Linked DNA regions of Mus musculus: all the other regions are linked to region 4. A link is a contact called in public ChIA-PET, HiCAR-type, HiChIP or PLAC-seq, Micro-C and promoter capture Hi-C data. All regions are on one chromosome and are shown on one strand. The core of a region is the stretch at or near the end of the contact, and the rest is flanking DNA. Distances in the headings are between cores, read along the strand shown.

Region 1 (3,306 bases), core at 494-2,993, 410 kb before region 4:
TCAGGAACAAGGCTGTTCACTCTTTCCATATCTATTTCAAGTACTCTAAGTCTTAGCTAGAGCAATAAGACAACTGACGATCAAGTGGATATAAATAGTAAGAGAAGAAGTCAAAGGATCTCTATTATGAAGATGGCATGAAATTGATAGGATAAACTTCCTCTTCATACAGAAACACAAAGCACCAAGAATTGTTTAAAAAAACAAAAAACTGGGGCTGGTGAGATGGCTCAGTGGTTAAGAGCGCCGACTGCTCTTCCAAAGGTCCTGAGTTCAAATCCCAGCAACCACATGGTGGCTCACAACCATCCATAACGAAATCTGATGCCCTCTTCTGGAGTGTCTGAAGACAGCTACAGTATACCTATATATAATAAAATAAATAAATAAATATTAAATGGATGGATCACAGGGCTCCCAATGGAGGAGCTAGAGAAAGTACCCAAGGAGCTAAAGGGATCTGCAACCCTATAGGCGGAACAACATTATGAACTAACCAGTACCCCGGAGCTCTTGACTCTAGCTGCATATGTATCAAAAGATGGCCTAGTCGGACATCACTGGAAAGAGAGGCCCATTGGACACGCAAACTTTACATGCCCCAGTACAGGGGAACGCCAGGGCCAAAAAGGGGGAGTGGGTGGGTAGGGGATTGGGGGTGGGTGGGTATGGGGGACTTTTGGTATAGCATTGGAAATGTAAATGAGCTAAATACCTAATAAAAAATGGAAAAAAAATAAAAAAAATAAAAAGAAAAAAATAAATAAATATTAAAAAAACTCATAACAAAAGAATCACTGAAGGTATCTCTAACCTAAAATTGTATTACAGAGCTATAGTAATAATAACATGGTATTGGCATAAAAACAAATACAATGATCAATGGAACTGAATTGAGGACCCAGATATAAATCCACACATCTATGGACATCTGATTTTTAAAGTGTCAAAAACATATGCTCAAAAGGAAAATATAGCCTCTTCAGTAAATGAAGCTAGTTCAACTGGATGGCTGCATGTGGAAGAATGCAAGCAGATGATATCCATAGTTATGACCATGCACAACTCTAAAGACATCAAAGACTTCAGCATCAGGTCACATACACTGAACCTGACAAAAGAGAATAGTGCTAGCACAGGCACTAAGATCAACAATTAATAAATATGACCTCATGAAACTGAGAATCATTCTGAATAGAAAAACAAAACAAAAACAAAAACACACTATCATTTGCTTTCTTGGATCTACAAAGTCAGACTGAGGCAAAGCCAAATCCCTCCATCTCATTGAAAAAGAGCTTTAGAATTGAAACTTTAAAATTTTAAGGTAGAAATGAACTGTGTTTATCATAGTCTTAATAATATTCTCTTAATTTTTGGACCTTGTGTGCTGAACTGCTGTTAACTCCTCCCATTTATAGTCAATCTACACTCTTCTATGCCAATGTAACTCTGTTGGTTTAAGGTCCCTTAATCATTCTCCAAAGCTTGAAAGTCTATATGATGAAAAACAAAAAATTTTCTAGTTGTATCTAGATAACATATATGTCAATAACTTCTGAGAGTTGATAAGAGAAATGTGCCCATATAGATTCTCCAGATGTGACCATTAATCCTGGGAATTTAGGGACATGTAATTATGTCCCAAAAGAAACAACTACAGTCACACTGAGTAAGCCTGTGGCAGTTCTGGAGAGTGGTGGGTCTGACTTGCCTTACTGTTCTGAGAAAGGTATGTCTGAATCACAGAGAGCTAAAATGAGGAAGCTATGTCTGATCAACAAAAACAGAAAATGGGGAAGTTATATGTAGTCAGTAGAGAGTTGAAAATGGTTCTTAGACAAATGATATCAGTAATTAATAGGTACATGCTTGGTACAATGAACCAATTAGAAAAGTATTGTTTAATTCCGTCTCTCACCTTGCATAACTATATAACCACATTTGCTACCAGCTGGGTATGTGCTCATGTCTACAGGATATGCCTGGCTAGACATTTAGCTTTTGACTTGCTAAAACTATGCTTTGTAGTGTAAAAATGAGGTTAGGAGTTGATAAACCCAGCAGGAGGTAGGAAGAAGAAAGGGAAACTATTGATCACTTTTTGTAATGATGGAGCTTTCTTAATTCTGATGTTATGATTTCGTTTAATAAAATAACCAATAATGTCACTGCTCATACGAGCAGGATTGTGTATTGAAGGTGTCAATACACTTTCTTTTCTGTGTGTGCTTGGTGTTTTAACTATGACATGCCATGAGGATTTTCTTTTCTGATTCTGTCTATTTGGTGTTTTGTGTGTGTTTGGTGTATGGGTATCATTCCTTAGTTTGGGACAGTTTTCTTCTGTGATCTTGTTGAAGATTTATCCTATGTCATTGACTTGGGATTCTTCTCCTGCATCTATACCTATAACTCAAAAGTTTTTTTTTTTATTAAAGATGTCCCACATTACCTGTGTGTTTCTTTCCTATATTCAAGAGAGAAAAAAGAAAGAAAGAAAGAAAGAAAGAAAGAAAGAAAGAAAGAAAGAAAGAAAGAAAGGAAGAAAGAAAGAAAGAAAGAAAGAAAGAGTCGCCATCTTGGTTCCGGGACTCAGCAGAACTTAGGAAATTAGTCTGAACAGGTTAGAGGGTGCGCCAGAGAACCGGACAGCTTCTGGGACGGGCGGAAGCACAGAGCCGCTGAGGCAGCACCCTTGGCGGGCCGCAGACAGCCGGCCACCATCCGGACCAGAGGACAGGTGTCTGCCTGGCTTGGGAGGTGGCCTCAGCCTCAGCAGCAGCGGTCGCCATCTTGGTTCCGGGACTCAGCAGAACTTACGAAATTAGTCTGAACAGGTTAGAGGGTGCGCCAGAGAACCGGACAGCTTCTGGAACGGGCAGAAGCACAGAGCCGCTGAGGCAGTACCCTTTGCAGGCTGCAGACAGCCGGCCACCGTCCGGACCAGAGGACAGGTGTCCGCCTGGCTCGGGAGGCGGCCTCAGCCTCAGGAGCAGCGGTCGCCATCTTGGTTCCAGGACTCCCTGGAACTTAGGAATTTAGTCTGCACAGGTGAGAGTCTGCACCACAGAAGCTGACAGCTTCTGGGAACTGCCAAAGCAACACAGCTTCTGAGAGAGGCCCTGTTTTGGGCCTTCTTCTTCGACCAGGAGGAGGTCCAAAAACAAGATATCTGCGCTCCTTCCCTGTAAGAGAGCTTGCCAGCAGAGAGTGCTCTGAGCACTGAAACTCAGAGGAGAAAATCTGTCTCCCAGGTCTGCTGAGAGACGGTAACAGAATCACCAGAAGAACAATCTCTAAACA
Region 2 (3,498 bases), core at 137-2,636, 380 kb before region 4:
GTGTCTGTGTCTGTGTGTGCGTGTGTGTGTGTGTGTGTGTGTGTGTGTGTGTGTGTGTAACATCATACATCATGGGCCTGTCATACATACATATATCTGTCTGGGCCCAGAGAGGTCATTCTGGGCCTCTTTGCCCTTCCTCATCTCTTAGCCTCAGGTTCTTTAACCATTACCCCTCCCACCCCAACTCTACAGCTCACTAATTTTTCTACTCTGGATTTTTAGTAGTAGTAGTAGTAGTAGTAGTAGTAGTAGTAGTAGTAGTAGCAGCAGCAGCAGCAGCAGCAGTATTATATGTATCCCTAGGCTAACCTGATACTCACTATGTGATCAAGGCTGCCTTTGAACTCATGAAAATCATTCTGAGTGCTGAGATTACAGGCATATGATACCATATGGGTTTACTTTTAAAATCATTAGTCCACATGTCTATTTGTATAGAGGTTGGAAAGGGGTGTGTGTGTGTGTGTGTGTGTGTGTGTGTGTATATTTTCTCATCAGTTCATATTTCCCATGTGCCTACCTATATAAACTGACACATGTAACTAGTTCCAAATGACCGAAAAGGAACAAAGTCCCACTTGAATATATGTATGTGAATACAAAATACACATGTGTTTTAGGGAGGACCATATAAAGGATTAGTCAGGATTTAAGAAGATAATTGGGGGGTGATTAACCCTGTAGGAACAATGAATGCTCCTCTTTATAGATCACTGTCAGACTCCATTAGGAGTCCCATTACATTAGTATTTCTGCTTGTGGTCTTCTGGACAGGTGAGTTAACAGCGAACCATGCCTTGTGTGAGTAACACATGAAAAGAATTTCAGGATTGGAAATACGCTGAAGGGCTTTTAAAATGCAGTTGCAAAATCTCCTAAAACTAGAGTTTGAAATAACAAGTGTGTTTTAAACTGATTCAGCAACTACTTTGAACTTACTGACTTTTACAATTACAAACCCATATTTGGACTTGACATTTTTGGATTTTTTTTCTTGTCCTGTTTTCAGTATGTATAACTACAAAACTGCTCAAAATAGGAGCTCTATTGAATGCTTCTATAAGGAAAAGTCTAGAACAGCATTTTTTTAAGCAAGCAATTAGCTACAAAAAAAAAAAAAAAAAAAGATTTATTTACTTGCTCCTTCAGCTGATGTCTACACTATCCTGATAATGTCTGGTTACAGGCCGAACAAGAACTTTCCTTTGGGCTCAGGTGCACATTTGGTCTTCTGAATCTATAGTTTAGTTATTAGCAAACAAGTGAGGCAATCGCTTCCTGGAGTCCTCACAGATAGCACTTTAGGGCGGGGCACGTCACCTTCACAGACCGGGGTAGGGGAGGGGCGGGGCTGAGCATTCCCGAGGAAGCCTGGAGTGGAGTGACCAAATAAGCAGCTGGAGGCTCCTGCGGCTGCGCCCCAGCCTGAGTGAGCCAAGACCCTTAATCAGGCCCGCCCCTCTCAGCCGGCTCTAGCCGGCTCCAGCGGGGTCTCTCTTGGAGCCCTGCCCTAGCTTCCTCGCTTACAACCGAAATTTAGTTTGCAACTTTTGTTCTTGAGACTTTTCCCCCAGGGCTTCTAGGAGGACAGCGGACCTCTGGGACATTTAAGGACTTGGGTTCCTCGGTGAGTTTTACAATGCTTGAAATTCCCTGGGTTGGAATGTAAATCAATGGGGAGGCTGAACACAGGGGAAGGGTCTGCTTTTAAAACGAACTGTTGCTGTGCAGTCATAAGGCGTGCAGTCTTCGCTTCAAATAAATGTGCGTTTCCTTTCTTTGTTACTTAGGCTCCCAGGAGCTCAAGTCCTAAGTGTCCTGACAGAAGACCGGCGGGCTCTTAGGGTTTGCTAGGAAACTACGAGACGATGGGAGAACCGCTGTCCACTCAAAACCTTCAGCTCGGAAATGACTAACTGAAACGTGGTTTGGATGAATGGGTCTCCAGTCTTAACCAACGCCGCTCCTGGATGAAAGGTCAGTCACTGCCCACCCAAAGTGCCCGCTGCATCCTACTGTGAGCCAAGGTCCCTCTGTCGGGGAGCGTGGCTTCGCAGTCTGCTTTAGACCGGGCACTCTCGAAGCCCCTGCAGAGTCTAAGTCTCTGGCTGGGCTAGCTTTGTGCCGGCTCTGAGGTTCTCCCCGAGGCTGCTAGCTGAGAGTCCCGGGACCCGCCCCACCTCTAGCTTCCCCTCCTCTAGCCCGGACCCGACCGGGAGGCGGGAAGGGGTGCAGAGGGTAGTCCACACGGGCGGCCCGGGGGCATCAGGGTGGAATGGTCAGGAAGACAGACGGCTCTTCGTTGCGAGCCGGGGCTTCCCGGTCCGGAGGTGCAGCGAAGAAGGGAGAGTTCCCTCGGCGAGCGCCTTTGTTCACTGCGGCCTGGTGGGCGCGAGCGCTGGGCGGCGACCACCCTAGGCCTAGCTGCCGCTTTTGTGCCGCAGGTACGATCCGACCCGCGGGGTCCAGAGCACCGGATTTACCCGGAATGCCAATGGGGAGAGGTGGCTGTGGTGTCGCGAAGCCAGGTCCAGCCTTGGCGCATCTTCAGTCTGGGTCCTGAGATTTATCAATGCTGGATTGAATTCGGGCTGACCGCCTAGGGTAGCTTGCACGTGAGGGAGCTGACCGGCTCTTTGGAATAGCTGCTAGCTGGAAAAGAAAAAAGAAAAGAAAACGGGAAAGCAGGCGGGTAGGAGAAATTGGGAAAAGATCTTTCTAATGAGAATCTCCTGTTTACTCCCATTTTCTTTAATATACTAGTAAAGTGATTGTTCAGATACCCGTAGATAAAAGTAACAGCTTTTGATTCACATTCTTTACAGCAGTAATGGTTTTCTTAGGTTATGGGTCATGTTACAGGGACACAGATGCCATCACAAGGTAGTCAGTGGTGGTAGAGCTAATTTTTAGGCTAACTTTCTGGTGAAAGTACATTCATTAAAATTAGATTTGCTCCTCTGTGCCTTTATTTTGGGAAACAGTCTGGTCCCCAGGGGCAGAGATGCCAGGAAGTGGTATATGAGAAAGTGAAACTGGCCCAGAAAAGTATGATTGAAGGTAGTGGTGCAGAAAATGACCCCACCCTTAACACTGAAAGGGTGATTTGTAAACAGTTGGTAAGTGTGGACTTCATCAAAAGGCAGCAGGGGATACAGGCTTGCAAGTCTGACTTTGGGTTCAATCTCTAGCACGAAGGAAAAGTTTGTCAAAAGAAATGTAGGGCATAGTGGTTTTGTTTTTGTTTTGTTGTGGTGGTTGTTGTCGTCGTTTTTGTTGTTGTTTGGATGAAAGATAAATTCAGTAACTAAAGGGTTTCCATCATATTCCTAAACCACTTTTCTTCTGTTGCGCTCTCTTTGCCTCTCCCCATCCTTGCCCTTTCCTCCCACTCCACCCCCACTTACATACCAAGCACTCAGCAAAGATGAGACTGACTGTGCACACCTGTAGATCTTCTGAGGAAGGGTTCCTTAGACATTTAAGATGATCTCC
Region 3 (3,144 bases), core at 46-2,545, 480 kb after region 4:
GCTGAAGCGGACAGCTCCGGAGCGCCTGGCAGCGGCGGTAGCAACACTGACCCCGTGGCGGCGTGGCCCTGCAGCCCCCGCCCGTAGGCACCTCGGCCCCGGGCGGGGGTGCGCCGGCAGCCGCATCGCCGGCCCGTGCTCCTGGCCGCTGCGGGGCTGGGCCCGGAGCCCGCCGCCAGAGCCGGCGCGTCTACACTCCGGACGGAGGCTTCTCCCCCATCCCCTTCAGCACGTCGTCTATCCGGTCATCCTCGATCACCACTGCGCAGGGAGAAAGCGCATCAGCCGCGCGGTCTCGGGGGGCGGCGGCGACAGTGGGGCCGGTGTCCTCAAGCCCCGCGCAGATCTACTCTACTGCCTGTGTTTCCGCGACACGGCTCAAAACCCTATGCCCTCCCTACCCGAACTCTCCCGCGGACCCTACCTGCTACCAAGCCTGGCACCCAAACCTCCCTATGTGGGAACACCCCTCTTCCGAAGACTCCCAATGCGAACCCTCCCGTCACCTGAGCCTTCCTCCATCTAAGCCGACCAGAAACCTCTGCCTTCGACACAACCCCCTCCTCGAACTGAGCTCAGATGAAACTGTCACCTGGTGTAACCCTTTCCTCTACCTGAATCCCTGTTTTGATAGTGCCTTCCTGAGTCCCCTCCCAATACAAACAATCAAGACGACCGAACCCCTGGCCTCGGTGCCCTCCAGTAACATCCACCTACTCATCTCAGCCCAAGGAATTGGCCCACCACCTTGTGTTCCCAGTGCCAAGCAGCCCCAAATACCCTAAGCGGCCCCTCCCCCTTGACCAGGAGCCGGGGCTCTTTTTCCAGAAGTGGAGAGCTTCGAATCCGGGACACAGTATTCCCGGGAGAGGGAAAGAATGGGACAACTCCACAGCAGGGACCCTCCCCACCCCGGGCGGGTACGCAGCTGGCTGCGCTGGTCTGCGGCAAGAGCAGCTGCCACTTGACGGGGAACGGCAGCCTGGGGACGCCAGGCGAAGGGTTTCTGGGTCAGGCGGCGACTCCGGGCCCGGGCCGCGTACCTCTCTTGGCTCGGCCGATCTGGCCCAGCTTGGGGGGCCGCTTGGCCTGGTTGCCAGCGAAGAAGGAGTTGGTGTCCTGCAGGCGGCAGCTGAAAGAGAGGTCGGAACCTTCGGGGTCTGCGCCGAAGCGGCCCATCTTGTCCTCACCGTAGGGTAGGATCTCGGACATGGCGGGCACCGGGCGGGCTAGGGACTGCGGCGGGGCACGGGCAGAGGCTAGCTGCCGGACCGGCCCTAGCTCAGCAGGGGAGCCGGCGGAAGGATGAAGTCATACAGCATCCGGGACTGCGGAGCCGAGCGGGGCCTCCTCCCCCGCGCCTCCGCCTCCCGGGCCGCTGGGCAGGCGGCGGCGGCAGCGGCGGGGACCGGGCGGGGGCGGGGCGGGGGCGGCGGCGGCGGCGAGAGCGGAATGACGATGAGCGCCCGACTGCGGCAGAGAACGGCGGGCGGGGCGCGGTGGAGGCGGGGCGGGAACCGGCCAGCGGAAAGAGGCGGGGCCCAGCGGTTCGAGGGAGTCCGGTGATCCCTGGAGTGGAACGCGCGGCCGTGGGAGGTTCCCGCGAGGTGGCCGGGAATGGCCGCCACGTGGGCCCGGGGGAACCGCAGCGGCCGGTGCAGGCGACAGCTAGGCGGGAGCGGCTAGCCGAGTGCTTAGGGGAGAAGGGGAGTGACGGCACCCGCGGTTAGGGGAGAGCAACAGAGAACTGAGCGCCAAAAGCTGGGGGCGCGGCGGGGCCCCAGAAGGCGACGGCCAGGCTGGCTGTGAACACAGCCCTGGGCTCTGAAACGCGACCGGGAAAGGGCCAACTACGCGTAGAGAGAGGGGAAGGAACCATCCGACTGGAGCGCGGGAAGAGCTCGGGCCTGGGGGTGGTGCCACCGTGCTTGGCGCGTTCCTGTATCCTGGTTGCGCGTAGGTCTCCATCAGTTGGCCAATTTGTATTCGACTGTCTGAGCATCTGTCAGTCTACCTCTGTGTATCTGATCTTGGTCTCTGTGTGCTAGTTTTGAATTTCTGTATCTGTCTGCATACCTGGTCCCTGTATGAGTACCACTGGGTCTGTCCCCCGAGACTGCGTTGCGGCCTTTCAGGGGAAGGATCTTAAACACTGCAACCGCAGCGCGCGCCAGAATAGACTCCCCACAAACCCTAGGACCGCTGTTGGCGCCAAAATCCAGACTCAAAGCGCCAGTCGCTCCACGCGGTTCCCTCAGCCTGGGAGGCTTGCTCTAGCTGGCAGTGTGGGAGAAATGAATGGCAGCGTCGCGGCGGGCGCCCTGGATGCGGATGACGCAGGGAAGCCCGGAGTGCCTGAGCAAGAGGCGCGCGCTAATAAGCATCAGCAGGGACAGGGTGTCCCCCGCCCTTGTTGCTGGGGCCTGGGGTAGAGTTCTCTCCCTCCCCTGAAAAGAACACGCACACTTCCTTTCACCTCTTGCGCCCCCCGCCCCCCCACAAACCCCGCCCCTGCCCTGCTAGCAGTCAGCTGCAGCGTCACCCGCTCTCTGGCGCGAGAGGGCTCTGGCGCAATCACTGGCCTTGGGAGGGAGGGTGTGTCTCACATTCACTCACAGTGACGGGCTGGTAAAGACAATAATGACGCTATTGCTTTTGCCCATGCTCCAAGCAAGACACCTTCCCTTTAGTCCCGCCAAATCACGCTAGTGAGATTGCTGGGTTGCTGATTTTTCTCCCTTCGGGTGTTTAATGCAAAGGTCTCTGCTGTCAGGACTCTGAACAGGGCCTGTGGGATAGGGAAGAGGAGTGATTGAGATTACCTCTGGGGTGTAGCCTAACAGGGGTTCCTTCTAACACTCCTGTACGCCATCTTTTTGGCTGGGAGGAATGGTCCCCAACTGAGCCCTGGGGTGAGAAAGACTGACCCTGACATCTGAAAGGAAGGACAGAATAACTCTGGGTGATCAGATTGTCCAAAACACCTCCTTCCCCTGGAAGTTGCACAGCTATGACTTTCAATCCAGAATCTGCCATTTTCTGAATGACCTTGAATTGAAGGCCCAATAATCGTGTTTTTAAAAATCATTTGTGTTGGTCCTGGTGGAGTTGGCCATTCATCTCTGTGATCAGTCAGGCTGATCT
Region 4 (3,197 bases), core at 477-2,976:
TCAGGAGGCCAGGGATAAGATACATGTCTCTAGTCTTTGTCACTGTTCACAGCTTTTGAGTCTATAACTATGTGACAGTTTTGAATCTATACTATGTGTCATGACTGGGCTTGTTTTAAGACAGTTCTCATTATTTAGTTCTGGTTGGCTTGGAACTTACTATATAAACCAGGCTAGCCTTGAACTCAAAGAGATCTATCTGCCTCTGCTTCCTAAATGCTGGGATCAGAGTTGTGGGCCACTATTCCTGGCCCATGACTAGCCTTGATATAGGGGATATAGGAATATAACTTTTAAAATATTTCATATTAAACAAAATGCATAAAAAGATTGACAATATGTACATAAAATATAATAAAACTCACTACTCGGGCTGGTGAGATGGCTCAGCAGGTAAGAGCACTGACTGCTCTTCCAAAGGTCCTGAGTTCAAATCCCAACAACCACATGGTGGTTCACAACCACCAGTAATGAGATCTGACGCCCTCTTCTGGTGCGTCTGAAGTCAGCTACAGTGTACTTATGTATAATAGTAAATAAATCTTAAAAAAAAAAAAAAAACCTCACTACTCAGCTTGTGTGGTAAGTATGTACAAGCTGTACAATATGAGCAAGAGCTGAAAAAGTCTGAGGCAGCTCCAAGGTCAGCCTGGATGCTGTAGTCCTGAAGAAGTAATAGGAAGTCTTGGTGTGTAGTATCATGGAAGAAAGCTGGTTTCAAGCGATTTTAAAGGGAAAACCGAGGCTTAATGGATTGTCATTCATTAGCTGCATCTACATTAAGTAAATCTACAAAAGTAAATGTTTCTACAGAGAAACAGTGTCTCAAAAAACAAAACAAACAAAAAAGTTTTCAACGTTTTCAAACCTTCACCCTTTCTTTCAGTCTACAAAGTATCTGGGACCAGAGGGGGGAGGGGGGACCACTACACCTCACTCAGGTGCTACATCTACTAAAATGGGTTCACAATGATTAATGCCTTCTTCCTGTCTTTGCTTCCTTCATTCTCTCTCTCTCTCTCTCTCTCTCTCTCTCTCTCTCTCTCTCTCTCTCTTTTTGGTTTTTCGAGACAGGGTTTCTCGAGACAGGGTTTCTCTGTATAGCCCTGGCTGTCCTGGAGCTCACTTTTTAGACCAGGCTGGCCTCGAACTCAGAAATCCGCCTGCCTCTGCCTCCCAAGTGCTGGGATTAAAGGCGTGCGCCACCACGTCTTTCTTTCTTCCTTCCTTTCTTTCTTTCTTTCTTTCTTTCTTTTTTTTTTTTTGTTTGCTTGTTTAATATATATATTTATGGTGCTGGAGGTTGGACCCACAGCATTGCTCTAAGCAAGCACTCTACCAATAACTTTTACTTTGAGACAGGGCCTTGAATTCACTATGTAACTAGACAGGTTTTGTACTTGTGATGCTCCTGCCTCAGTCTCCAGACTACAAGTATTACCCCGCGATACTAGATACTAGGTTACGGCTGCTATATACACCTCTATCACTAAACACAGTGACGCAAGATGGTACGCTCAGCAGTGCGGTCACCATAGTTACTATTGCCATGACTACAAGAGAACCAGCATTCTCTCAAACTTTCAGCAGGAAGACAACGGTTGGCCGGCTCAAGCGGTCAACCTGAAGGTGCGACGCAGAGTTCAGGAGCAGCTTTAGCCCCCCGCGGCCACGCCGCCCCGACCCCGCCCCCACCGCGCGCGCCCGCGCCGCCCCGCCCTCGAGGTGACGTGCGGGGCGGAGCCTGACGGCGGGCGGGCTGCTCTGTCGTGAGCTTCCGCGCGGGCGCGTCCCGGGCCTCGCACGGCGGTTCCACGGGAGGAGACCTTTCGCTCTTTCTCTCCGCGTGGGGGTTCCGGGTCCCGGCAGGGCGGCGCTGCAGCTGGGCGCGCAGGAAGGGTGAGTGTCGGTGCGGGCGCGCGTCTTGTGCGGGGCATTGTCTGGCGCGGGCACGTGCACCCCTCCCCCACCGCGGCCGCGCGGACAGCTCAGCGGCGCGGACGGGTGGGCGCCTGGGTCCGCGGAGAGCCAGGTCCGGCGTGGGGAGGGTTCTTCTCGCCGCGCAGCCTCAGACGGGTCGCTTTGCAGCCGAGGCGGCTGAGCTTGCGCGGTGACCCGCGGGTGGTCCCGAGACGAGGTCGCCTCGGCAAGTTTGGATTTGCCCAAAGAAATCTGCGGCGGCTTAGGAAGGTTGCGAGAAGTCTGCACGAGAGCGTAGGACGGTGCTGTGTCCTATGGAAGCTTCGGAAAGTGAGGACTTGACCAGAAACACGGCTCGGTGTGCTTATGCAGAAGACAATAAGGCTTAGAGCTCATCTCCATTATGCAAGTATTTATGTTAAACAAAAAATACTGTGTCCTATAATTCTGCAGCTCACTAACATCTTACTAGTTTTGATATTGCTAGTATTTTTGTCTAGGCACATACCTAATTGCAGAAACAACCCACTTTTAAAATTCCATAACATAAACTAGAAGGTAATACACATTTATTCAGCAGTATCGTTGCCATTAATAAGTAGCAAGTACTCATCCGAGAATATTTTTAAAATTTAGACAAGGACAAAGAAGAAATTCTAGTGTCCAGAAGTAATTACTATGGGTGTGTATATTTGTGTAGTCTGCCTTAAAGGTAGGACCAAAACAACCGATGAGGGGTTGGTGCCTTAACTGTGGTTCGTTTTAGACGGGGGTCTCTTTCATATACATACATAGACCTGTCTCAGAACCTCAGTCCTCTCTGTAGACCAGGCTGGCCTCGAACTCAGATCTACCAGCCTCTGCTTTCCCAGTGCTGGGATTAAGGGTGTGGTTCCACCACCACCACATCTGGCAGACTTACTTTTTATAGGAAGCTCGTAGAAAGGTTTTGAGAAGGTAGTGGCACAATCCCACCACTACACCGGAGAAGTCAAAAGTGTGTGTGTGTGTGTGTGGGGGGGGTGCTGAGGAGTCAGGATGCAGCCTTCTGCGGTAGCCTGGATTGACTCCTTGCAAATGGAAGTAGACAGAGTGAAAAGATGAGCGTTTGGAGGTAGAATTAGCAAGCCTTGGAAGGGAAAGGGAGAGATAGCTTGTAGCCCAGGTTGGCCTTGAACTCTTGAACCTTCTCAACTTTTAAGAGTTGGAGTTGCAGGCACCGAATGCTGAGGGTTGCTTTGATGTGCGTGTGTTTTGGGTTTGAAACAAGGTTTTAT
Region 5 (3,314 bases), core at 342-2,841, 510 kb after region 4:
GCTTATATTGTTTTAGGAGTCTCTCGGACCCTCCTGACCAACAACTCTGAGGAAGGTTTTCTATGCCTGGCCCTGAGATTGTGTTAGTCGTTGGCTCTTGAGGGGAGCATTATCACCCCAAGTGGTGTAAAAAGTTAGACACTATTAAAACTTTCAACAGGGTCTCATTGTGTAGTTCCTGGCTTGCTTAGAACTCACTCTGTAGACCAGGCTAGCCTTGAACACACAGAGATCCACCTGCCTTTGCCTCCTTATTTAATCCCAAATATTGGGATTGAAAGTATGGGCCACGATGCCTGGCTCATTTCTTTCTTTCTGTCTGTCTTTCTTTCTTTTCTTTTTTTTTTTTTTTTGTTTTTTTTTGAGACAGGGTTTTTCTGTGTCCTGGAACTCACTCTGTAGACCAGGCTGGACTCAGAAATCTGCCTGCCTCTGCCTCCCAAGTGCTGGGATTATAGGTGTGCGCCACCACTGCCCAGCTCATTTCATTCTTTAAGTGTTCTTACAAGAGAAACTTTTTGTACTTCACATAGGCAGAAAACAGACTTAATTTAGGTAGCTTACCAAAACCACACTGCTGGTGCATGGCAGGATTTGTTTCTAATATCATGTTTTGAAAGTTTGAGTTTCCCACATTTTTCCAAGTTTTTATTTCAAAACAATGTATTCCTACAAAATAACTTGAAATATATCCCAACAGCTTTTCATATCCTCTTCATCTGGACTCATCAGCTTCTTGATAAACCTTTTAGGGCACAATTTCCAATTCATCTCCAACATACTAATTGGTATGTGACTGTTGATTATATATATATATATATATACATATACACACATATATACATATACACACATATGTATACATGAAATATACATACTAAATATTTATATACCATACATATGGTATGTGCCTGATATATGTATGCATGTATGTACGTATGTATGTATTCTTATCTGTGATAGAAGTCATAGAAACAGAAACCGGTAGACATTTCCTACAGAGGACTATACGGCTATAGAACAGGCAGAGCAGCAATGGGCTGTTCAATCTCTCTCCAAAGGCTGAAGAAGTCATTGGCAGTGGAAATGGATGGTTATGCCTAGAATCCAAGATCTACACGCATCAGCAGCTCATGTCTGTAATGAAGTTATTCTCTGCTAGAAAGTAAGTTCGAGGCTAACCTGGGATAATAAATAAGTAAATTTCATCTTCACTTTGGGGGAAATGGTTTGCGGTTACTATTCCACAGTAGTAGTGGCATAATTACACCGAAGTCACACAGACTCGGTCAAGACTTGAAGAGTTTTGAGCTCATAGAAATCTCCTACAGAGGACTAAAGCAAGCATGAACATGTATGGACGTCCTGTCTTCAGGATGACCTTCTCATCGTACCATGCATCCAGTTGTGGTGAAGCTACAGGATCGGAGAGCTAGGCATCTCTGCAGTCAGACCACCCTTGCACGCACAGAGACACCCTAACTCAACAGTAGCCGTTCGGGCTGGAAGCCGGAACAGTAATTCCCGTCCTGCTCCAGAGGGCGGGACTCGGGATCCGCAGGGCGCTTCCGGTCTGGAGGACAACGCGCGTGGCCTTCTGGGAAAAGGGGCGGTGCGAGCAGGTGCGCGCGCAGCAGGCCGGCAGTAGTGGCGGAGATGGAGGAGGGTGGACGAGACAAGACACCCGTGCAGTCCCAACAGCCCTCCGCGACAACCCCCAGCGGCGCGGACGAGAAGTCGAGTGGCAAGGAGCGAAGGGATGCCGGGGAAAAAGACAAAGAGCAGGAGCTGGTGAGGCGCAGCCTGGGGAGCCCGAGGAGGAGGCCTTGGGCTGAGTCACTGCTGGCTCGAAGGCCTCGGGCCCGACTCCGTACTGCCCACCGCACCGGGGAGACTCAGGATGGGGCGACCCTTTCTTTATACCCTGCCCGCCCCATTACGCACTGTCACTCCCTGAGGCCCTCACCATCACATCGCGGTTCTTTGGTTATTTCCTAGAATGGCTTCCAAGCAGAGTCTGCCTGGTTCCTAAGGTAGACAGCCTTTCCTATAGGGCTGCTTCCCTATCCCACGCCCTCTTCTTGTCCATAGACATTCACACTCTTCACCTGTCCCGGGGTAAGTGGGAGGAGAATGTGATTCGGGTCCCCACTTTTGATGAGCTTCTTCCCCTAACCCTCCAGTCTGAGGAGGACAAACAGCTTCAAGATGAACTGGAGATGCTCGTGGAGCGACTCGGGGTGAGTCAAGATGTTACTACAGGGGGAGTATAGTTGATGTTTCTCATTTGTTTACTCTATTTCATTTTGAGGCAACAATTAGATACCACATATTAGATATTACGATAATTTGAGGGAAGAGTTACAAAGGGTATTTAAATGGGGTCATGGGTCTCAGGTCATTTACAGGGGTTGAGGCATCATGAAATAGGAGCCAGTTATGTCTTTGACCAAAGCATTGGTTAAGTATGTATGGGTCGTGATGTGGAGAAATGTGACTCCTTTTGGTCTGAGCATTAACATCCCCTATTAGGAGAAAGATACATCTCTATATCGACCAGCTCTGGAGGAACTGAGAAGACAAATTCGTTCTTCTACAACTTCCATGACTTCAGTACCCAAGCCTCTCAAATTTCTGCGTCCACACTATGGCAAATTGAAGGAAATCTATGAGAACATGGCCCCTGGGGAGAATAAGGTAATTCAGAATATGGCTGGGACCTGTCCAGTTGAATAATTCCTTTTTTAATGCTAAGTCACTGAAAGCCTAGTGGACCCCATCTAGCTGGAAAGTTCATCACAGTGAGACTGATTCTCCAGTGGAAAGCCTGAGAATGCTTCTCAGCTCCTTAGAAGTTTCTGCTTCATTATATCTTAAGATTTTCTTAGCACGATGTGTTTCTGACTTAATTTAAAATTTTTATAGTGTGTGCATATATGTGTGTGCCTGAATGCATGTGCTTGTATGCATGTGCATATGCATAAGTGTCACGCCTATGCATGCCTAAAGACCCTCGGTCTTTATAGTTGGTTTTGGGATGTCTTTTTGATTTTGGTTTTTGGAGGTTTTTGGGATGTCTTAATAGGTGCTGGGATTTGAACTCTGATCTTCATGAGCGTGCAGGAAGTCCTCCTAAGTGTTGATCCTTTTCTCCAGCCCCTCTAGCTGACCTCAAACTCGGCTGTGTGGCCTAGACGGAACTTTATTTTATGACCTTCCTCCTCCTCCTGCCTCTATCTGGAGTGCTGGGGTTAGAGGCATAAGCCAGTATGCCTGGCTTTCTAAGGCTTATATTTAATGTCCCTTCTCTCTCT
Region 6 (3,462 bases), core at 581-3,080, 430 kb before region 4:
TTCTGGGAAAGTCAGTTTTCTCCAATAGAGTGACACTGAATATTTCAACCATTTTAGGATAGGCTTCATGTTCAGGCGTAGTTGACCGACATATGGATTCCACAGTTTTTAGTGTATTTATGTTTGGTTACAGTTTGGTGGGGGTGCTGACTTTTCACTGTTTTGGGGTCTTGAGGGCTGAGGTTTTACTTTGTTTACTTGATTGGAGGTTGTTGTGTTGGGTTTTGATGGATTTTTCTTTTAGAAAGGACTTAAAATTGTTTGGGTAGGGAGGGGGAAAGGATCTGGAATGTCTTGAGAGGTGGGAGGAATATAATTAAAATACGTTTAAGTTTAAAACTTCTTTTAAATAATGAAAATATAATAAAAAAGAAGAAAAAGTGATGCCACCTAATCTCAGAAGAAGAAAATGTTCATTTCTCATATGTAAGTACTAGCCAATAAACAATTGTGTGTGTTTAGTGTATCACTTAGGAAAGAACATGAAATTATAATAACAAAGACAAAATGCTTACTAATGTATTAAACACACACACACGTAAATATTCAAAGTCCTGCCTCTTCTTCCTTAGCAATGAAAGTTTAATAAGCTAAGCCTGTGTTTTTTGTAGTAAGGAGCCTTTAATCCTACTTTTACTTCTAGAGGGATGAGAGTCTGTGCATAGGCAGCAATTTTTACTTTTTCTTCTAGCTTAAAACATTAAGTTGTGGGAAGTTATTCCCACAGTGTTAGTTAGTGGATCCAAAGCTAAGCTAACACGACCATTGTACTACATTGCCAAATTAAGTCTTTTTTTTGTGTGTGTGTACTTCGGAGAGCATGAAATTATAATTCTGAAAGCATGGCACAAACAAAAACTACTTGGATTAAGGCAGCTATCATGACCGCACAGCTTCCTTAAGATTCATGTAACAACTGAGGCCACAGTGTCCTCCACTCCATGTAAGCAGTGGAGTGTAGACTAAGTCAGTGATCTCACAAGCTAAATTCAGTAGTTGTAGGAGGAACTGGAAATTTTTTGATACACTTGCTAGTAGAACAGAACAAGAACCTGATAGAACTCATTATCTTTCGCACAAAATACTCTAGTGAGATTAGGTACTTAAATAGCCATTTAAAGCTTGGCTCCCAAGGCTACTTCTCTGACTTGATGTGCAATAGCACTATCTTAATAACATTTTTGATGCCTCAGTTTACACCTTTGTGAAGTGGTAGAACTGATCAGATGACTTTTGATATATCTTCACATGTCACTATTTATATAAATAAACAACATATTTAAGATAAACAGAGGACGGAGTATGAAACCAGCTACAGCTCCAATTCCTAAGCTCTAGCCTAGTTCTCTTAAATCAACGTGATTTTTATAAACTCACATTGATATGGTATCTGTACTAATATAGGTGTCATAGGCAATGTCTTCTGGTATCGATTCCTATTCTAACTCACAGAAATTCCACTCAAACCATAAAGGCCCATGGAAAAAAATAGGTCTGCCCCACCTATGTAAGATAACAGATTTTAAATGTTCTCACACTAAATACCTGTAGTAGCAGAAACAGCATCTATAGCCCTATAGCCCTCCCTGCTTCACCTTTGGTCCAGGACACCTACATGCATTTAGATTTAAGAGAAATGGATAAAGAATGGCCACCACAGCAAATGGGGTGTGTCACTTACCAGTCAGGGACAGGAAGAGTACAGCTACTGCAGAGATCTGCCCAGGCATGGCAGGTAAGATTATTCTACCACTGTTGTGTGCTTGAGTCTTCTGTAGGAATGGACTCAGTTTCAGAGCAGATCCACAGAACACCAAGGAACACCAAGCTCATCCACTTATGGCAGGGAAACTGATCTCACATCATGAGAGGTAGCTAATAGAGCCAAGCTTTGTTCTGTACCTCATAGTGAGAAAGTAAACACTTACCTCTTCCTGGAGTGTTTGAAAGAGATGAAAGTGTGGGTGGGGGCTAGTTAGGGTGAAGGGAAACAGAAATTATTTTTCCAGGAATGGTGGCAAATCTGGGGCATCTCCTTCCCTTATGAGATGGGTCTCCACTTTTTTTTTAACTAGATGTTTTCTTTATTTACATTTCAAATGTTATCCCCTTTCCTAGTTTGCCCTCCGAAAATCCCCTATCCCTTCCCCCCTTTCCCTGCTCCCCAAATCACCCACTCCCATTCCCAGTCCTGGCATTCCCCTATACTGGGGCATAGAACCTTCGCAGGACCAAGGGCCTCTCCTCCCATTGATGACCAACTAGGCCATCCTCTGCTATATATACAGCTAGAGCTACAAGTTTCACTATGTGTTTTCTTTGATTGGTGATTTAGTTCCAAGGAGCTCTGGGGGGTACTGGTTAGTTCATATTGATGTTCCTTCTATGGGGCTTCAAGACCCCTTCAGTTCCCTGGGTACTTTCTCTAGCTCCTTCATTGGTGACCCTGTGCTCTGTTCAATGAATGGCTGTGAGCATCCACTTCTGCACTGGCAGAGCCCCTCAGGAGACAGCTATATCAGGCTCCTGTCAGCAGGCTCTTATTGGCATCTGCTATAGTGTCTGAGTTTGGTGGTTATTTATGGGGTGAATCCCCAAGTGGAGCAGTTTCAGGATGGTCGTTCCTTCAGTCTCTGCTCCAAACTTTGTCTCTGTAACTCCTTCCATGGGTGTTTTTTCCCCCTTCTAAGAAGGATTCTGAGCTTCTGGGCTAATATCCACTTATCAGTGAGTACATATCATGTGTTTTCTTTTGTGATTGGGTTACCTCACTCAAGATGATATCCACCAGATACATCCATTTGTCTAAGAATTTCATAAATTCATTGTTTTTAATAGCTGAGTAGTACCATATTGTATAAACGTACCACATTTTCTGTATCCATTCCTCTATTGAGGGACATCTGGGTTCTTTTCAGCTTCTGGCTATTATAAATAAAGCTGCTATGTCTCCTCTTTATGTAATAGCTTGAAACCATTTCTATAAACTTTTGCCAGCCAGTTTCTCAATCACAAAGTTGTGGAGTAGTTCTAGAGTACTTTCTGTGTGCAAGGCATGCCACTGTGATGTTCATTGTTTCCTCATTTTGGAGGGTGTGTGTGTGTGTGTGTGTGTGTGTGTGTGTGTGTACTACAGAATAATGATGAAAAGCCAAGAGGCCACAGCAGAGTTAAAGAAGTTCTGGGATTAAATATATTTTTCCATTTTAATCAGTTCTATATATGTGTTACTTTATAAATATACAGACATTTTGATATATCTTATATTAACTTCTAGTTTAACTTTATGGTTAAAACAGTTCTAGAACTTAAATCTTACAAATTTTTGAGACTTCTTTTCTGACCAAGACTGTGACTATATTCATTTTATAGATTCTTACAATGAAGTACCATGGATGAGGCAACTCAGATGCCAGAAATTTACTTTCCTAAAATTCAGATAGTCTAAAGTCTGAGATCAGT
Region 7 (3,577 bases), core at 330-2,829, 260 kb before region 4:
GGAGGCAGAGGCAGGCGGATTTCTGAGTTCGAGGCCAGCCTGGTCTACAGAGTGAGTTCCAGGACAGCCAGGGCTATACAAAGAAACCCTGTCTCGAAAAACCAAAAATAAAAGAAGAAGAAGAAGAAGAAGAAGAAGAAGAAGAAGAAGAAGAAGAAGAAGAAGAAGAAGAAGAAGAAGAAGAAGAAGAAGAAGACTAGAGCAACAGAGGCACTGGGTTTAATCCATGACCAAAGAAGAATAAATGTAACATAAACATTTTCAGAGAAAAAAAAAAAGCCTCCTAGCAGGGAAGCCCTCCAAGGGGCTCACAGGAAAGCTCTCCTGTCCACAGGAGCAGCAGGCAGGCCTTCCACAGAGCAGAACCCCTGAAAGCAAGCAAGTACTACAGTTAACAGCATCTGCCTTGCTAGCTTCCAAGTCCTTGAGAGAGACAGAGAGGACTCCTCAGAGCCCACGCAGGAGAAGTGCTACCCTTCCCACTCACCGCATCAATGTGTTACTAGATCACATGTCTAACAAGAATCCTCCAGACTCAACACTTTCCTTCAGCCCGTCAACTTAATCATGTGTATTCTTACTTTCATTATATAAGAGCAATACATTTCTTTTTAAATAGAAAGTGTACCTGAACAAAAAAATTAAAAATGCTATCCTTTTACCATGATGAACTAGTTATCACATTGGTCGGTGATATTCAATATGCATATAGATCTACACACACATCTGTGCTTTGAAAATAAGCCTTCTCGGCTGCAACATGCTATCTCATCACCTGGTTCTTTCAGCTGATCATCTATTTTTATTGTGAATCTATCTCAATAAATGACTACTTCCAGGATTATAATAGCTAATTGGTGCTTCTTTAAAACTCTTTTTAACAAGAAAACATAGTTGTAAAAAAAAAAATCTTTAAATTTAATTCTGAAATTTCTTAGTTAAGCCATGATTGTAGTAGCAATGAGGATAAATGGGGAAAAATGCAAACACAGCATTACCTTTATTTGCTCTGTATTCCAGGCTGGTGCAGCTCCCCAAGAAACGATGATAGGCCCTCATCTCTGCCTCTGCTATCCGCACCACCATGTATGGTGAGTATCTGGGGTCTGGGTCCTCGCATTGCCTGCACAGAACAGAGATGGAGTTCCAGGACGCAAGGTCACCATCTTCTCTGGCCTCCATCCTGCTCTAGGTACTGGCTGCATTGGTATAGTTAAACCTCCTCCTACCTAATCTCCCTGAAGATCACTCAAGGTTTCTTCTTTGTGAGAGCTGATCCTGGGGATTAGTGAGTGCTGACAGATTAGGCTTCCACAGACTTCCAGAACTCATTTTGAAACAGAAGGGGTGCTGAGGGGTGAAGACAGCATCGCATTATGAGATAAGCCATCGGTTAAATTATTAAAACGATTAAAATTATTAAATTCAATTTTAAAACATGGATAAAATTATGAAAAGATATTCTTTGGAAGACTATTCTGTCAGGTCAGTTTAACTCGGCTTTTCTTCCAAGCTCTCCAGGCTGCCAAAGCAGAAGCCAACTTAGCACTGCTGCCTGCTGCTAAGGGAATTTACCATCTAAGGAGGCCCCAGGCTGACACAGCAAACGGTAAACGGCTCAAAAGCCCCAGCTGCTCCAGAGAAACAGCTGCAAGTATGACATCAGTTTCCTAGTGAAGAATGCTCTGTCTTGCTGTGGTACGCAAGAGCTGCACTAGAACAAGAAAAATGGCTTCATGTTGCAGAGCTACCCTGGGCAAAGACACAGGAAATAGGCTGCCTTTTCCTGATACATTTTATTTTGTTTTTAATGTGATTAATGTTGTGTTCTAGAACGTAAAGATTACAGCATGAAACAGAAAACAAAATAGTTAAGTGAAACATACATAAATGTCTAAAGGCTCTGCCTATGTGACACCTCTGGGTGGTCTCTAGGTTCTGTGATCTCTGAAAAAAATTGTTTCTATTGCAGCTTAACCACATTTATAGACTCAGATATGTGTAGCCGTTAGTCATTTTTCTTCACTAAACAATGGTGTTTTATAATTTAACTGGACAGCTTGCCAAGCGTTTCCTAGGATAGCTTTGTAAATGTTTGCCTTTTCAAGATAAGACGAAGAGTATTCAGCTCCGACAGGCAGGGGAAACCTCAGAAAACTTTAAACTATCCTGTCTCCGTCTCGCACAGACACTGTTAAGCCATAGCAGTGCAAGGAAGCAGCTAGACTGCATTGGGTTCATATTAAAATAATTAATGTTTTGTGGTGGTTTTATTTATTTACAAGCTTTTTAATAATAATGTTTATAAAATAAGAAAATAAAAAATACTGTTGAACATACATTTTTCTTTCCTTCATGAGTGCGAGGCCTGTTTATCTACACGTGCAATTTTAGAGATGTGTTTCTTTCAAAGATGGGTATTTGAGTTCTTCTCGCCCTATTGCCTGCTATTCAGGTTTAGGTTAATTTGCCTAAAAGTTTGTTAATTTTCTCAAAGAACTAACTTGTCACTTCATTGAGTCTTTGTAATTTTTTTTTAGTTGTTGTTTCTAATTAATTGATTTCATCCCTGAGTTTGATTATTTTCTTCTGCTTATTCTTTTTGAGTGTTATTGTAAGACTCTGGGGAGCCTTAGCTTACAGGGGACCCTCTGAGTGAACCACTCAGAGCCAGGAATCAATGAAAAAAACAAGAGGAATTTATTGTTCCAGCACACTGGGCTTGTCCCAGATCCAAAGGAGAGGTGGTGACCCCCGGCAGCCCATTCAGAAAGTTTTTTATACAGTTTCCAGGGGCGGAATAGAGCATCAGCAACTAGGCACAATATGATTGGCAGAACAATACACCCTTTAAACTGATTGGTCTTTAGGAAATGAGGTAGTAGGGGCTTACTCAGCCTCTCCCTTCTGGCCTGTGTGCTCTCTGACCTGTCTCTTCCAGGAGGGGAGGGGTCCAGTGGAATTTTCCAAAGGCTCTGAGTTGACCTCTTCATTATCTCTTCTTGTTTTTCTTGCCCTGGTGGTTATATCACCCTGGTGGTGCAGATAAAGAAGAGCAGGTGGGCTGACCAGCTCAGCTACTAGATCCAGGGTTCTAAGTTGGCCCACCCCAAATTCTACACCATCTATGGACAACTGGGACACAGGAAAGGGACAGTCCTGCTGATTCAAAGCTGCGGGATCTTCCTGACACAGGACAACAACAAGATAATCAGGTGGAGATCTGGCGAGGATCCAATTTGGATGGAGTCACAGATGGGAGATACCTCAAGCAAGACCAATGACTCATTGCAATTAGCATTTGCAAGTGAAGATGTGTGGACAGAGGGATATACTGTGGGACACACTGTGACATAGGACAGATTTCATGATGACATATTTTCTGGTTTTTTATTTGTTTGTTTGTTTGGCCATAGCTGAGCAAACCCATGCTTGATCAGTGACTATGCCTAGAAGTCTTTCTATTATACTTAGTTATTAGGGAAGAGAGGCATTTTCATCAACCTTGGCACCTTTGAAAATAACTGCAGTTGAGCAGGGGCTGTCTCTGACTCTGTTGCCTGCCTTTGGATTCCTT

The links. Promoter capture Hi-C pulls out the DNA fragments that hold promoters and counts their contacts. Hi-C and Micro-C count contacts between places; a contact is called where the count stands out from the background. ChIA-PET counts read pairs in DNA pulled down with a chosen protein or histone mark. HiCAR-type assays count read pairs that join an accessible place to other places. HiChIP or PLAC-seq counts read pairs in DNA pulled down with a chosen protein or histone mark.
Region 1: a contact with region 4 is called in a HiCAR-type map of astrocytes, with 2.7 times the contacts expected there. The contact joins the enhancer-like site here to the promoter of Yeats2 in region 4. A contact is called at or near these places in 9 of 39 promoter capture datasets (the 3T3-L1 cell line, the C10 cell line, the HPC-7 cell line and 4 more), 2 of 15 datasets of contacts at CTCF or cohesin (large pre-B cells and pro-B cells), 1 of 484 Hi-C or Micro-C datasets (bone marrow-derived macrophages), 3 of 115 datasets of contacts at active chromatin or transcription factors (astrocytes, fibro-adipogenic progenitors and large pre-B cells) and 2 of 9 other capture datasets (adipose tissue and macrophages).
Region 2: a Micro-C map of embryonic stem cells shows a contact between it and region 4, with 8 times the contacts expected there. The contact joins the promoter of B3gnt5 here to the promoter of Yeats2 in region 4. A contact is called at or near these places in 15 of 39 promoter capture datasets (the 3T3-L1 cell line, the C10 cell line, HPC-7-derived erythroid cells and 10 more), 3 of 484 Hi-C or Micro-C datasets (all in embryonic stem cells), 9 of 115 datasets of contacts at active chromatin or transcription factors (the 230-238 cell line, astrocytes, cardiomyocytes and 5 more) and 4 of 9 other capture datasets (adipose tissue, liver, macrophages and 1 more).
Region 3: a FOXA1 HiChIP or PLAC-seq map of pancreatic cancer cells shows a contact between it and region 4. The contact joins the promoter of Camk2n2 here to the promoter of Yeats2 in region 4. A contact is called at or near these places in 1 of 484 Hi-C or Micro-C datasets (embryonic stem cells) and 2 of 115 datasets of contacts at active chromatin or transcription factors (microglia and pancreatic cancer cells).
Region 5: an RNA polymerase II ChIA-PET map of effector CD8 T cells shows a contact between it and region 4, with 6 read pairs. The contact joins the promoter of Psmd2 here to the promoter of Yeats2 in region 4. A contact is called at or near these places in 2 of 39 promoter capture datasets (cranial neural crest and frontonasal cranial neural crest), 1 of 115 datasets of contacts at active chromatin or transcription factors (effector CD8 T cells) and 1 of 9 other capture datasets (adipose tissue).
Region 6: a contact with region 4 is called in a promoter capture Hi-C map of the SN4741 cell line, with 2.6 times the contacts expected there. The contact joins the promoter of Lamp3 here to the promoter of Yeats2 in region 4. A contact is called at or near these places in 8 of 39 promoter capture datasets (the C10 cell line, the HPC-7 cell line, the SN4741 cell line and 5 more) and 1 of 9 other capture datasets (adipose tissue).
Region 7: a contact with region 4 is called in a promoter capture Hi-C map of neural stem cells. The contact joins the promoter of A930003A15Rik here to the promoter of Yeats2 in region 4. A contact is called at or near these places in 6 of 39 promoter capture datasets (the C10 cell line, embryonic stem cells, epiblast stem cells and 3 more), 1 of 484 Hi-C or Micro-C datasets (rod photoreceptor) and 3 of 9 other capture datasets (adipose tissue, liver and macrophages).

What each region holds. Positions count from the first base shown.
Region 1 is chr16:19,731,353-19,734,658 of GRCm38.p6, forward strand. No RefSeq gene overlaps it. Among named protein-coding and RNA genes, the nearest start is that of Lamp3, 27 kb to the left of the region's middle. Within about 2 kb of position 1,744, at least 22 of the 459 cell types and tissues checked have an H3K27ac peak or open chromatin away from gene starts, as enhancers often do. A contact at or near this core is called in pro-B cells, where this site is marked.
Region 2 is chr16:19,758,848-19,762,345 of GRCm38.p6, forward strand. B3gnt5 (UDP-GlcNAc:betaGal beta-1,3-N-acetylglucosaminyltransferase 5) reads left to right here and starts at 1,387. Exons shown (of 4, transcript NM_054052.3): 1 at 1,387-1,630; 2 at 1,794-1,980.
Region 3 is chr16:20,619,983-20,623,126 of GRCm38.p6, forward strand. Camk2n2 (calcium/calmodulin-dependent protein kinase II inhibitor 2) reads right to left here and starts at 1,296. Exons shown (of 2, transcript NM_028420.2): 1 at 1,044-1,296; 2 at 1-261. The coding sequence starts at 1,212. The coding sequence ends at 191. The region is part of intron 2 of Eef1akmt4-ece2 (Eef1akmt4-Ece2 readthrough); the gene reads left to right.
Region 4 is chr16:20,139,337-20,142,533 of GRCm38.p6, forward strand. Yeats2 (YEATS domain containing 2) reads left to right here and starts at 1,727. Exons shown (of 31, transcript NM_001145930.1): 1 at 1,727-1,899.
Region 5 is chr16:20,650,061-20,653,374 of GRCm38.p6, forward strand. It overlaps Psmd2 (proteasome (prosome, macropain) 26S subunit, non-ATPase, 2), which reads left to right and starts at 1,592. Exons shown (of 21, transcript NM_134101.2): 1 at 1,592-1,791; 2 at 2,184-2,240; 3 at 2,533-2,697. The coding sequence starts at 1,657.
Region 6 is chr16:19,704,535-19,707,996 of GRCm38.p6, forward strand. Lamp3 (lysosomal-associated membrane protein 3) reads right to left here and starts at 1,831. Exons shown (of 6, transcript NM_177356.3): 1 at 1,682-1,831. The coding sequence starts at 1,730.
Region 7 is chr16:19,882,695-19,886,271 of GRCm38.p6, forward strand. It overlaps A930003A15Rik (RIKEN cDNA A930003A15 gene), which reads right to left and starts at 1,580. Exons shown (of 3, transcript NR_027896.1): 1 at 1,230-1,580; 2 at 999-1,123.